2 separate regions of the Bombyx mori genome follow, and region 1 is linked to region 2. A link is a contact called in public Hi-C data. All regions are on one chromosome and are shown on one strand. The core of a region is the stretch at or near the end of the contact, and the rest is flanking DNA. Distances in the headings are between cores, read along the strand shown.

Region 1 (2,700 bases), core at 121-2,620, 59 kb before region 2:
CGACTCTGCAATTATAACGTATCCTCTGCAAATCGGAGGTGTGAGAGATACTCGCCATTGACATTGATGCCCAGCTTACTCCAGTCCAGAGTCTTGAAGACATTCTCGAGAGCAGCAGTGAACAGTTTCGGCGATACGTCACCCTGTCGCACCCCTCTGTGAAGCTCAATCGGGTTTGTCTGCTGGTTTTGGATCTGGACTGTCATTTTGGCGGCTTTATATAAACTCTTCAACACCTCAATCGGCTAGGCATCGCTGTACGGATTCCAGAATAGCCCAAGTTTCGACGGAGTCGAAGGCTTTTTCGTAGTCTACAAACGCGAGACACAGAGGACGATTGTATTCTTCAGTCTTCAGAATAACCTGTCTCAGCGTGTGGATGTGGTCTACCGTATGCCTGCCTGCCGTATGTAAGCCTTTGCGAAACCCAGCCTGCTCCGGAGGTTGGAACTCGTCAAGTCTAGAGGCCAAGCGATTTGTAAGGACTCTCGAGAACAGCTTATAAATATGGCTAAGAAGTGAAATAGGCCTATAGTTCTTGAGCAGAGCACGGTCACCCTTCTTAAAGCAATTAAGCTATTTCAACTAAAGACTTATTCCCAATTTCATAGGCTTCTATTGCTGTTTTTAATATTAAGGGACCATATCTCTTATAAGGCTTTGCACTCTTTGATACGTACACGCAAGGCATATCTAAAAATAGAAAACAATACGTAACTGATAATATAAATATTTGCCAAACCATAAAATAACACATTGATAATTTTGAATAAAAGTTCTAGACAAAAACATCATGAATAAATCCGATTCTTACCAACAAATTTAAAAAATATTGTTATAACTACATAGACAACCCTACAAACCTGTACCTATTTATACTTACGTCGTTTCCATTTCACTTATTTTCATCCCAATTGACCCCTTTTTCGTTATTATTTGTACCTGAGACGTCCCCGATATCCCCAAAAACAACAGATTTTCACATGTATTTTTATTTTATCAAATACATTAAAACCAATAACAACTGAGACTTACCTTTAATATATATTAAGATGGTTCAAACACTAAATAACGTTTATAAATCACAGTCTTCTTCTATTATTATGAAATAAATAAAAGAGTGCAAAATTTCTAGCAGTAAAGTAATTACCACCAGAGGAAGTTAATTTGAAATGCGATTTTTTATAAGTTAGCAGCTATTATCATGCATATTCAGAGTTGTTTTGTAAACTTTCAACATTCTACTATTAAACTACAAAAAATGGAAGATTTTGCAACGAATATAAAACTAATATTGAGCGTCGAAAGATATTCCTGTTTTTCCCCAATCACCCCATTATACGTACTACTAAATATAAAATACTAATATATAAAATCCTAGTTTAAAAAGAAACATAAATTTAAAAAGTTCCATGATAAAATTAAAAATGTTTGCCCTCAGAGATAAACTTTTTTGATGTTAGAAATTAGAAAATGTACAGTGACATCTGTTAGTCTCTTGTGCCAATAAATAATTTATAGTTCTTTTTTGTAGAAACAGATGGCTACTGAGCTTTGCCACTTTTTCTTTCTTTATTTCAATGTAATAAAGCTTTAATTTGGCAATTTTATATGAATAGAAATTTAAGTTTTGTAGTTTTCCGCGTGCATATTTTAACCAAAGTTGTGGTTGTGTACCTACCCCTGTCAGTGCTGCTGTGCTGTGACTTCTGCTTCTTTTGTTTTTGCAATTATTATTTGATTTATTTTTATAATTTGGGCACGTTTTCCCGTTAATTTTAGTTGTAATAATTGTTGTGAAGTGAAGAATATTACTTAAAAGTGAAAGAAAAACGTCAAAGGTGAGTAAATTCGGTTTCCGTAATGTAAATGTCAACCTCTTCTATCTTGAATTTCACCACAGTTCATTTAAATTATTTATCAAGAGGTAATTTTTCACATTTAAGAGTATTTCTAGGTATATGAGTATGTTTTTCTTAAAATCTTTAAAAATTAAAATATCCAGTAATATGGAGTACTTTTCATTGATTACATCTTTATAGTTGGAAACCATTATATTTTTAAAAATAGTTACAGATGTGTTTTGTACGGATGGAGTTACGTTGTTGGAATTCTATGTTACTTAAATAAAAATATTCCTACTCCAAGCGTATATGTAGTTTATGACAGCTGAATATTTATTTTAAATGACCTTGTCTTTGTGATGAAGATAGATGTAGAGCTAAATTTTGTTGGAATACGTAATATTTATGTCATTCACTGGTCTATTGCTTGTGATTACAAATTGAACATTTGATTAAAATCTGTCTAGGAATACAAGGTAGTTTTCATACTAAAATACTATAATCCGGAATTCATAAGTTAAAGGAACACACACTCTATACAATGCTCTCCAAGATACCTTAATTTTTCTATTTTTATATCACATCTGTATTATATAGTGACTAATTTATCCACAATTTATCTGTGCTGAGAACTTAAAGAGCAAGAAGCCAATGTGGTTGTAAATTTTAATTGGGCCCTTTAGAAACCATACTCTGTATAGTTATCTGTAACTCCATTTGATGAATTATTAAAGTTGAACCTAGCTCCCGAATTGGTTATGCATGCCTTCATGAAAAATTCTACCTGTAAATTACTATTTGATGATGACAGAATTTGGTTCCTACAATATACGACAGCTACAAATAAATAAAATGT
Region 2 (2,700 bases), core at 196-2,695:
AATTGGTACCCGCCTGAGATTCGAACACCGGTGCATCGCTCAAAACGAATGCACCGGACGTATTATTCTTTAGGCCACGACGAAATGCCGCCACCCACCTTGAGATATAAGTTCTAAGGTCTCAAGTATAGTTACAACGGCTGCCCCGCCCTTCAAACCGAAACGCATTACTGCTTTACGACAGAAATAGGCAGGGTAGTGGTACCGCACGGACTCACAAGATGTCCTATCACCAGTCTTAATCAATTTACGTTATACGATGTTTCCTTATATCGTTCACGACAACTCGAATCTAGAAACAAAGCCGTTATTGGAGCGACCGTTGTGCGACTTAACCATCGACCCGATGCTGCCTTTTTTATATTTTTTGTCCAAAAAAATCTATTTAGTTTGCGAGCACTAACGGTATTTTTCGGTTGCCGCCCGACGTAGCGGCACGTACACTTATTAAGGTCTCATTCAGTTTTGACGACCAACAACCTGCTGATGTATCATTTCTACACGACCGTTTTATAACGGAATCAAAGCCCACTAATCTGCAACCATTTACTACCACTGCTAGATGTGGTAGTGCCTAAATAATATAATAGCTACCTACAGCGGTAAAGCCTTCGCTAAATACACGTGTAAGAATGCTCCCGGTCGTTGATACACGTGTCAGCTCGCGATAACCATGTCCATCATTATTAAGTAAGTAATGCGTCACTAAAAAAAATTAATACAATATTTCTGTAATGTACTATTTTAAAGCGTTTGAAAGATTTTATCATTTACTTAGTTATTCATAAACGCAAACTTCTCTGTCTCATTTGCAGTATCATACCAATGTAACTTAAGCTATATGTATGTATGAATATTTAGTAATCCGTACTAATATTATAAAGCTGAAGAGTTTGTTTTTTTGAACGCGCTAATCTCAGAAACTACTGGTCCGATTTGAAAAATTCTTTCAGTGTTAGATAGCCCATTTACTGAAGAAGGCTATATAACATCACGCTAAGATAAAGCACCAATAAATGATGTTTCAAAATCTGTTTTTTTCCCTTTTGAGAGCTTCCGCTGCGTGCGCTGCGGAAACGGTTAAAGTTTCGCTAAAATAATGTATGACAGAATTGCTCCCCTTTAAAAGATCTAAAAAAAAGTCCGTGACAGCATATGTCCATATGTTAAGGTTGGCTCACTGTAACGTTTTTTATGCTCTAAAATTTAGCGTTATGCCAAAGTAACTATTCCACGCGGACGAAGTCGCGGGCACAAGCTAGTAATTTATAAAATCTCGTCCGTGGAATTTGCAAACGGATGTTATCAGCGTATCCACAAAGTTACGGGGATGATGTGGTCGGCCTTGGAACGGGTCGGCGACCGGGCGAAGACCCCAGGCAGCACCGCAAGCCAAGCAACGGTCGGGGGCAACGACCAACCTGCGCCCGCCATTCTACGCCTATTCCTCCTGACCTTCGTCTAACTCCACATGTCCATATACTGTACGCCATAAAAAATACTCCATCGACCATGTCATAATTCACAAATCGTGATACGGCGCAACCAAACATTTTATCTCAGATAAATGCTTTATCTATCTGCTAAAATTAAATTCAATGTCAGCGGAATTACCTCGCAAAATATTGAAAAGGAAAAAATATCAATGTATTATGCTAGTCCCACAAAGTGATTACCTGTGGCATTCTAACCTTGAATCATGCATGAAGGTTTACTATTTAGTTCACAATAAAAGTTTATTTGCCATAAATAAGTCATTAAACGCTTGTCCGGCAATGCAACTTGTTTGTTTTACATAGCATGCAGCGATTAGAATCAAAACACAAAGGACTGGCTTTGTATTAAATAGCAACTTGGATCTTCAAGTAAGATTTGTTAGTGATGAGAAATCAAATATAAAAGTTGCGTCAACGACACATTTGCAAAAGCGTCATTTGTTATTATACATATCTATAGCCTCTTCACTACATAGTATAAAACAAAGTCGCTTTCTCTATCCCTATATCTCTATGTGTGCTTCAATCTTTAAAACTACGCAACGGATTTTGATGCGGTTTTTTTTAATAGATAGAGTAATTGAAGAGGAAAGTTTATATGTATAATAACATCCATTAAATAGTCGCTAGTTGAATATAAGTAACATTTTTCAATTTCGAGTCAGTAGTAGATAGATAGTTAATTTAGATTAAAAATTAGTTTTCTCTTGTTTCAGGTCAAAGTGGTGAAATTCAGTTACATGTGGACAATAAACAATTTTAGTTTTTGTAGAGAAGAAATGGGTGAAGTGTTAAAATCATCGACTTTCTCAGCTGGTGCTAGTGATAAATTAAAATGGTGTCTTCGCGTCAATCCAAAAGGACTCGATGAAGAGAGCAAAGACTATTTATCGTTATACTTATTATTAGTCTCGTGTAATAAATCAGAAGTGCGGGCAAAGTTTAAATTTTCAATATTAAATGCTAAAAGAGAAGAAACTAAAGCAATGGAATCGCAACGGGCGTACAGATTCGTGCAAGGAAAAGACTGGGGATTCAAAAAGTTTATCAGAAGGTGAGCGTTATCTACAATTCGTACCAACTCAGCTTTACTAAATTTGGTAACCATGATTCATAAACTGAATTAGAGAATTCAGAAATTAACAGTTTATTTAATAGTCTTATTATTTTACTAGACAAAACCGATCCACTTATTTGGTTTGAC

Evidence for each region. A called contact is a pair of places that touch in the nucleus more often than the background predicts.
Region 1: a contact with region 2 is called in a Hi-C map of posterior silk gland, with 1.7 times the contacts expected there. The contact joins the promoter of LOC101742384 here to the enhancer-like site in region 2. A contact is called at or near these places in 2 of 7 Hi-C or Micro-C datasets (posterior silk gland and whole pupa).

The regions. Positions count from the first base shown.
Region 1 is chr9:9,097,414-9,100,113 of ASM3026992v2, reverse strand. It overlaps LOC101742384 (protein roadkill), which reads left to right and starts at 1,370. Exons shown (of 10, transcript XM_038012779.2): 1 at 1,370-1,841.
Region 2 is chr9:9,038,281-9,040,980 of ASM3026992v2, reverse strand. It overlaps LOC101742384 (protein roadkill), which reads left to right. Exons shown (of 10, transcript XM_038012779.2): 6 at 2,213-2,550. Among protein-coding and RNA genes, the nearest start is that of LOC101742823, 24 kb to the right of the region's middle. Within about 2 kb of position 1,445, at least 6 of the 8 cell types and tissues checked have open chromatin away from gene starts, as enhancers often do.